2 separate regions of the Xenopus tropicalis genome follow, and region 2 is linked to region 1. A link is a contact called in public Hi-C data. All regions are on one chromosome and are shown on one strand. The core of a region is the stretch at or near the end of the contact, and the rest is flanking DNA. Distances in the headings are between cores, read along the strand shown.

Region 1 (4,885 bases), core at 277-2,776:
AATGATTTCCTTTTTCTCTGTAATTATAAAACAGTACCTTGTACTTGATCCCAACTAAGATATAATCAATCCTTATTAAAGGCAAAACAATCCTATTGGGTTTACTCAATATTGAAATGATTTTTTAGCAGACTTATGGTATAGCAATCCAAAATACGGAAAGATCCATTATCCAGAAGGTCCCGCATTCTGGATAATAGGTCCCATACCTGTATTGCCATTGACTAGTCCCTTTCCTAAATCAAATTTATCTGCAGGTATTTGTTTGTTTTTTTTATTCACAGTGAAAACTGTCTAAATAATGTTCCTTGTCAGAGGAACCAATTCTCTATTCTCCATTTGCTGCAGTGGAACATTGCCATCTACTGGGCTTTTAGGAAGCCCTGGAGGTAACATCTACCTTGAAGAGGGTTCCCTTAGCATGTTGTTCCTACGCATGTAACTGACTTGCTACAAGTGAATCGCGCACTAATGCCATTATTGATAACATAAAAAACACTGTGCCATAAGTGACTTTGTAGCGAGTTGTAGCCTTGATGTGGAATGTCATGCCCCCAAGCTAATCACTGCATTATCTAACCTGAAGAGATCAGATCTGTATGGGTTTAACCGGCTATCTATAGTAGGAACTAGCATGGCTGCCTGTCAAGCAAAAGGATAGCTTACAAAATCCTTCTGCTGACATTCAAAGCCCTTCACTCCTCTGCTCCTCACTACATTTCTTCACTGGTCTCCCTACATGTTCCTGGTCGTCTCCTCCGCTCCTTTCAGAGCCTCCGTCTCTTTACACCATCCACACCCACTGCGCTCTCTTGTCTTAAACCTTTCTATCTCGCTGCTCCTTACCTCTGGAACGCTATCTCTGAATCCCTCCGTAGGGAAAACTCACCCACTCTCTTTAAGAAAAAACTCAGCTGTTATCTTCTGGAGCACTAAGACATTATTTTGCCCAGTCCTGCGCTTAAGGGCAAATGCCCATACCTGATGCACTCTTACCTTCCAGTTTGTGCCTGTATGTTACCCAACCACTCAGATTGTAAGCTCTACGGGGCAGGGACCTCCGTCCTACTGTGTCTCATACCACATGGCACTTATATATATATATGTTTACATATATGTATTTATTGTATTTATTTATTATATCACTTGTCCTCCCTGTGTGTAATTTTGTACTCTGTAAGACTGTACAGCGCTGCGTACCCTTGTGGCGCTTTATAAATAAAGTTATACATACATACATACATACATGCCAAGGATGACTGTTTTGTCATCTTTTCGATATTTTTATCTTTTAGATCACATGAAAATATATTTCCAACTGCAAAGATCTCCTCCTAAGTACATGTGGTTAGGCTGACTACATCACATCATGCATGAGTGAGTAGCTGACTATTAGCAATTTAACTGGAACTATCCCTTTTATAACCTTACAGTAATGTCATGAGTTATTTTACTGTTAAAGCATCCGGCTTTGAAGTACTGTTGGGAAATGTTCTGTTGTTTCATTATGAGGAGTATTCATTTGCAAATCAGTCAGCAGGCAGTAAAAACATTGAAAAATCTGCATAACAAAAACATCCTCTAAAGAAATGTAAATCTTTGAGGGAGCCTGGTTTCACACCCTCAAGGATACCCATGGGGCAGAGCTCAGATTTCAAGCATGGGTCTCTGCAGCCAAGGAGACATATCATTTACTCTACACCTCCAGTGTCTAAATGCTGCTCAAATTAAAGGTTAATTGTTATTGAAAGTAAATTAAACCATTAACCATTGATAGAGATCACCTGATATCATAATGCAAAGGGCATGCATTACTTTGATCAGAACAAAACAGAATAAAGTTTTAGCCGCAGTAACAGCAAAGCACAAGGTTGTGTCTGAATACCAGTCACTTCCCTAAGGTCACAATCCTGCAGTGCTCTTATGGGACAAGTGCGGTGGTCATAAATCCCCCTACACTGTCTGTTGCAGATTCATATCCATAAAAAACACTCTGCATATGACAGACTCTGGCTGTGACTGACAGGTGCCACTCGGGATCACTAGTATGGGGCCTAGAACTTATCGGCTGAATAAAATTTGCCCATGAAAAATCCAAGGCCAAGAAATGCTTCCATCTAATATAGGTCCCACATTATTATAAGTAATACAAAGTAGCTATAACAATAAAATTGTGGCCTCACAGAGCAATAGTTTTTTGGCTGCTGGGATCAATGACCCCAATTTGAAAGCTGAAAAGAGGCAGAAGAGGAAAGCAAACAATTCAAAAATTATAAAAAAATAAATACCAACTGAAAAGTTACTAGGAATAAGCCATTCCATAATATACTAAATGTTGAAGGTGAACTACCTCTTTAAATAAGAAACTTTACATTTTCATCATGGGGGGGATGAAGAGATGGTTGAACACTCTACTCATGTCTCTATATTTTGGGCATAAAAATGGGAAACATAACAATGTAGAGATAAGGTAATGCTTGGTGAAACATGAGATGGACATAGCACATTTAATTTCACTAATATGGTAATTTCATTAGTTTACAGAGAGGGTGGTCTCTTATTTTGCACTTCACATGGTCTTTTTCTGTAGTAAAAGAAAGTGAGTGGAATCCCAAAGTAAGCTGTTTACTGTGCAGAGAGGGAATGAGTGATTCACAATGATGTAGATGACAGATGCTAAGAATTAAGCCAGTAATTCTAAGAACACAAACACTGATTTGCCTCATCACAATATTATTAAAGGTGTTTTTCTAAACATTCACTGCCTAAGAGCCAGGTGCTCTACTGGGCAAACATACTAAGATTTCACCCATTGAAAGCTAACTGTGTTCTGCTCAAGTTACAAATAACATACCTCTGGTCTTAAGTGAGATCAAAAAGAATACCTGTTGGTAGCAATTTACACCAAACTAAACAACTTCATCTACATTTCTATTCATGCACCATAATGCAATACTGCATGTTATTCTAAACATGATTCTTCTTCTGTTTAAATGAATAGCCCTCTCCATGCTTAGAATTGTCTAACACATTTATTGGAGTATATTTTCTTTACCTTCATGGATGAAATAGTGGATCATTGTTCAAAGGCAGAAGCTACCCATTGGTGATTATGGCTGCAGTGAACAAATAAGGGTCAATGTCGCTATAATACGCAATTTATTGTGGCATTGCCTTCAGGAAAGTTGTAGCATACATTTCCAGCTGTCAGAAAAAATTATAAGTATATATATATATATATATATAATATAGAATAATATAGAATGTCAAATAAAGCAGGGCACTCACAGGACTTAAAAGTAAAAATATGGGGGAAAAAAAAAATATGACTGTTCATATTCATTCATTTTAGATGCCTTACATGTAAGTTCTAGGCATATCTCAAACTAATGGTAGGATGAAACTACTTGCACAGTATCTTCACAAATTTATTTTTTGCTTATATATTTATTTACTGTGAGACTAATAAGGTCAGTTTTTTTCTAGAAAAAAATGAAGATTTTGAGAAAGGTCCTATTGAAGACTGAAACATTGGATAAATTCTGTGCAAAGTTGTGATTGCTTTTATAGGGTGTGCCAGTCTTATAAGAATTATTTTGTACACCAGATTTGACTGTGCATGCTGCTATATACGAATTGTTTGCATCAGATTGCAGATATCTCAAATAAATGGTTAATTCAGTCCAAAAAATATGCCTAAATTGATTCATTTTAGATGCCTTAAGGTGGCCATACACGGGCCGACTATAGCTGCCGATATCGGTCCCTTGGACCGATTCGGCAGCTAATCGGCCCGTGTATGGGGAGAGCAGATCGGCCTGGCCGACCGATATCTGGCCTGAAATTGGCCAGATCTCGATCGGCCAGGTTAGAAAATCTGGTCGGATCGGGGACCGCATCGGCTCGTTGATGCGGTCCCCGATCCGACTGCCCCATTGCCTCCCACATAATCCGATCGTCTGGCCCCAGGGCCAAACGATCGGATTATTATTTTTTTTACCTAAATGGTCCCCGATATCGCCCACCCGTAGGTGGGGATATCGGGGGAAGATCCGCTCGCTTGGCAGATCTGCTCGTGTATGGCCACCTTTACATGTAAGTTCTGGGCATATCTCAAACTAACTGTAGGATGACAAACAACTTGCACAGTATCTTCAAAAATCTATTTTTTGCTTTTATATTTATTTACTGTGAGACCGATAAGGTCAATTTTTTTCTAGAAAAAAACATTTGCATAAACATTTTTTGCATAATTTAAAGTTATTTATTGTTTGCAAGTTTTTCCCGATAACTTGAAAGGAGAGGGATTCTACAAGTCCGTCTGTTGTGAAATGACTTAATCAACCTGTCATCTGTCTGGACATGTTCACTCTGCCGACAAGAAAAATATGTATGTCAAATTGTGGCGACACCAACATAGAGCACTTTGGTGCAAAATTCCAAGAAGGAAATGACATAAAGGTCAAAAGTCAGAGACAAAATGACTTTTTTTCATTTGACTTTAATATAGGGAGCTAATTTTGTCCTTTACACACTTGCAGACTTCTGTAACGAAGAGCCATTATGGGTATATATATATATATTTTTTACTAAATAAAGGCATATTATGGATAGGTATGCTGTGTCAGTGGCAGTTTAAAAAGTTAATATAAAAATGCAAGATTCTCTCAGCTGCGTGCATAAGTGACTGCCCTTATGTAGCTCTATTTGGCTTCTGGTCAAAGGCATTAAAAGTAGGGTTTACATAATAAGTGATGCATATAATGTATATCAGTTATCGCCAACCAGGGGCTCGCAAGCAACATGTTGTTCACCAACATCTTTGATGATGCTCCCAGTGGCCTCAAAGTAGGTGTCTATTTTAAATGTCTGATTTTAAGTATTG
Region 2 (4,603 bases), core at 555-3,054, 300 kb before region 1:
AAGAAGTCTATTTAAATATATATATATATTTATATTAAAATAAATTGCTACTTCACAGAGCTCAGAGTTCCCCTTGCAGCTAATTAAGAGCAAAAAAACTAATCTTTACAAGTAAAAATAAAAAGCAAAATGAATGGCCTACAAAAAGGTCCCACATAAGGCAAATACAAACTGAGGAAAATACCTGATGTGCACTAAAGATGCCATGCTCATTTACTAACACTGTACAGATTTGTACCTGGGAAGAAGCCTGTTCCAACCAATCACATTTTTGCTTTTATTGTTTTACTTACAAAACTAAGCACTAATTGGTTGGTATGTGATAAATGAGCCAGGTATTTTTTAAACTAAGTATTGGATTGCCCTAGTGCATTTTCTAACCTGTAGAAGACTGATTAAGGTAATTGATGATTGGTTCCTATGAATATTTATTCTAGTGACATCCAGCTCCTGCAAGCTATGTTAGTGAGTTTGCCCCAGTAAGAATAAGATCTGAAATCTGCTTTTATTATGCACTTGGATATGGTTGTTTGTCACACCCAAATCTACAGGAAGAATAATAAACTGGCTGACAAAGTTATGACATATTAAGTCTAAAGTAAATATCCTATGGGTATTTTTTTTACTAGATAATAACCCCTAAATTATTAGCATAGTGTTCCAGATGGCAAAACTGTATGTACAAGACAATGTACATGTACATTTCAGTTTTCGCTTAATTTCTTCTTCCTAGTTTCTGTTTTATACTGGTTTCTGTCTTATATATATAATATTTTGTTTAATAAAATAAAAAACAGTTTATTGATGAATAATATTAGGTGCTGTCTTCTGAAAGGGCACCAAAATACAGAAAAAGTAATAGGAGAATATAAAGAAAGTAATAGGAGAATATAAAGAAAGTAATAGGAGAATATAAAGGTGTCCTAATTGGTTGCAGGAAAGCTTGCAACAAATGTGCAAATATAACAATTATCACAAGACCAGTTTGGTGCTCCATACATTAATAAACATGGTGCCTGAGTTCATGTTGGGCAAAGAGTTATTGGCAGTTTTAAATCAATAAACATCAGAACTTGGTAAATTATGATACTCTTCTGACTTTTTTGCCTGATTATTTTGCGTTAGTTTTTGTGAGTATGTGTATATGTTTGGTATGCAAGATTTTGTGTATATGTCAGGTACATATGTTTTGTGTTTATATGAAGTGGTGACCACATTTTTTCTGCCAAGCATGGATTCGCTGTGAAAGTCTGCATTTCGCCATTGGTGATCATCATGCATTGTGGGAAGAAAAAATGGCAGTTTGCATGAAATTGCACTTTGTACACTGAGGCTCATTTATAAACACTGGGTAAATTTGGCCACAGGCAGTAACCCATAGCAACCAATCAGTGATTGCTTTTTTTTTAGCCAGCTGCAGGTTGAACAATGAAAGCAAACATGTAATTTGTTACTATGAGTTATTGCCCGGGTACAAATCTGCCCATTGTTTATAAATGAGCCCCACTGTGTATAGGCAAGTGAATCTGCCCTGATGTGTTTATAAGTGTTTGGCAAAGGGGGGCTTTGATCACTGTTACTTTATGCAACAATTAAAACTCTCTACCCATATCATCACTTCTTTGACATAAATGAGAAGCTGTGAATAGTCTCTGACAGATGCAGGTAGTTATCGGCCTAAAAATATACCCCAGAGCATTTCCCTATGATATTAGTAGTTAAGTGTCAATGGTAAGTGATCCATAGCCGGCGCAGAGAAGTTCTGCCTCAGCCAGACCTATTATCACTTGCACTCTAAATTAGACAAAGACCTTCCCAAACAGCAGCATAGGAAATGTAAATGAGCCTTTTAGAGAAACTGTAATTGATCCTACCCTTTGTCTTGTGAGACAATTTCTCTGATCCTTAGTGTATATTTAGAATCCCTGCCATAACGCAAGATAGAACGACTTTTTTTCCTCTCCAGAAAGGCGGTAGCTACAGTCACAGTAGCACCAGCAAATTACCACTCTGAAGCAGGCACAAATAATGAACTCCTTCCAAACTAAAGGAAACCTGCTTTTTCCAATACACCATTACTTTATATAACACATTGTTTCCAGGGAAAGTAAACACATTTTATACTAACGAGTAAGTCTGAAGACTTTGTGCTGTTATGGCTTATGTCATAGAGTTTTTCCTGTTTTTTATGGTAACAGTGGAGACTAAACCAGGGAATGCACACTAGTAAAGATATAAAATAACACTAGTGCATAAAATGGAAGAAATGTAAGGCTATTTCCCAAATTCCCTATTGTTCTCCTGTTAGGAAAGAATAACACAGATAAACACATTTGCATTGGCACTTTTGTTCAGCAGTACTATAGACAAGCAGCATGATGTTGTGGCTCATTGTGCGTACTGTATGTGTGCTTTGAGCAGCCACTGTGGCCCTTTCTCCCCCTTATTTCATTTTTGTGTGTATTGTGCCAGTAAGAATTGATCTTTGTTCCCTCTTTTTGCAGGATCCTTTTTTATTTAAATCTGCACAGCCCCATTCTTTCAGTGCTTGTTTGCTTTTACCATGAAAGACAAGATCTAAAGACGATAAGGCAGAGTTGTTCAGCTGGTATCAGCTTTTTGTGATGTTAGGCAAGTCACTGTTTCTCCTTCAGGCGCTTAATATTAGATTGTAATCTCTTCTGAGACTGGATCCTGTGCACAACACCGAGGTATATAAAGGCACTGGCTGCTCCAGATATTAACTGGATAATTTATTAATGTTACTCAATACCTTTCTACTCTGCAAGTACCCACGGTATGACGCATCCAAGTCATTTGATTTTTAATCTGCCCCTTTGTCTGCCATAGCTTCTAAATTAATGGGTTAACTGAATACCTGCCAGTTAATCTATAACTCACAAGGATATTTAACTTACGTCCATGATAACTTATTATTTTTTTAACTTATTATTTATGTGATGGAAATATTATATTTTATGAATGAATTATAATAGTAATATATTCTTTTCTTGTGTATGGTACCAACTTGGTCCAATTCTACACTAGCGGCGATATCTACCAGACAACTGTTTACTTAAAGATTTTTATTTTCATTTTGTACACAAAACACAAAAGGAAATCTTTCTCCTTCTTTTGCTTTCATTTGCCTAATGCCCACTCTGTATGTGGGGAAAACAGTACAGACAACTACAGTGGAGTGACCAGGCTGGCTTTTGCTGGAGTCACTGTCAGTCATGAAACACCCCATTTTAGTAGTGGCTTCAGGCAAAAACCTGCCTAGTTGCAATGCTCTAAGACATTTCCCACAGGGTGCCTAAAAATGAACCGAAATAACTTCCTGCCACTACCCATTGACTTTGAATCGGAAACAACTGGCTGAAAAAGTTCCGGCATTTTTTAGCCCAAAAAAGTTCCGTGGAACAGTCCCACCGGGGATGGGAAAATACTGACAATATTTTAGCACACAGGCGAGCCATAACAAGGACTTTGGTACCCCTGATTATCAGTATTGTTGTTGTTCTCTGCCTAATGGCCTGGTGATTCACATTGCACAGTGCTCCATTATGGAGTTCAGAGTACTGGTAACCTACATGGGGCACAGCTAGCAACACAGTAGCTTTATTTGCAAATTGATGTAGCACAATATTGGTTCACAATATTTGCATTGAGTAGAGGTGTAAAACAATGTAAAGACTTTACAGATCCATTTGTATGTCATAGTAGTTGATAAATTAAGATAAGATTGTCAGATTGTACATCTACACATGAGTGCTACTGGATTACCAAGACCTAGGGGCACATTTATCAATGTACGAATTAGTACGATTACAAAAAATTCATATTTTTCCCAATCTATAGAACTGTTCATATTTTCTACAATTTTTCGTTAATTTCCGCAACTTTTTTGTGCTTTGTGTCAATTTGTGCAGCAAAATTGCATTTGTCGCAATGAGTACAAAAGTTTCGTTATGCATTCAAGCTTCGGTATCGTGACTTTCCTTTGGCCAGGTTGGAGCCTGGCCAAAAAAAGTCAGAAAGTTTTTGGTGCCGTTTATGATCGTTCTGAACTTCTGATACGAAATTTTCTGAACTTACGGATCATACATCAATCTTTTGGTAAAGCCACGTCAGAAATTTTCGTATTGTCGCACTCGTACTTTTAATGATCCGAAATTTGGACTTTGATGAATCTGGCCCCTAGCTGTCGCGAAAAAATCGGAAAGGTTTGCCCGCCGTTTACTAGCGCTCAATACGAAAAAGTTGCGACAATTCACGCAAGTCGTAACGGCTACGAAAAAGTCGCGACAATTCGCGCAAGTCGTAACGGCTACGAAAAAGTCGCGACAATTTGCGCAAGTCGTAACGGCAAGTCGCAAAATGTTTGTTTCCAATCCGATTTTTTCCCATTCGGGATTCGGATTCATGGATTAGTAAATCAGCCCCCTAGTCTGCATGTTGCACTATTTCCCAAGTTACCCTTTAAAAATGTTTTAACAGTGTCTAGAGACAAATGCGATCCCTAGCACTATGTACAAATCTTCTCTGCGGCAGACATGCTAATTAAGGACCTTAACACACAACAGGAGTGATTACATCTGAC

The links. A called contact is a pair of places that touch in the nucleus more often than the background predicts.
Region 2: a Hi-C map of neurula embryo shows a contact between it and region 1, with 2.9 times the contacts expected there. The contact joins two enhancer-like sites. A contact is called at or near these places in 2 of 5 Hi-C or Micro-C datasets (gastrula embryo and neurula embryo).

Annotation. Positions count from the first base shown.
Region 1 is chr2:118,297,447-118,302,331 of UCB_Xtro_10.0, reverse strand. No RefSeq gene overlaps it. Among named protein-coding and RNA genes, the nearest start is that of arglu1, 150 kb to the left of the region's middle. Within about 2 kb of position 1,526, at least 4 of the 11 cell types and tissues checked have an H3K27ac peak or open chromatin away from gene starts, as enhancers often do. A contact at or near this core is called in gastrula embryo and neurula embryo, where this site is marked.
Region 2 is chr2:118,593,107-118,597,709 of UCB_Xtro_10.0, reverse strand. No RefSeq gene overlaps it. Among named protein-coding and RNA genes, the nearest start is that of efnb2, 120 kb to the right of the region's middle. Within about 2 kb of position 1,804, at least 3 of the 11 cell types and tissues checked have an H3K27ac peak or open chromatin away from gene starts, as enhancers often do. A contact at or near this core is called in gastrula embryo and neurula embryo, where this site is marked.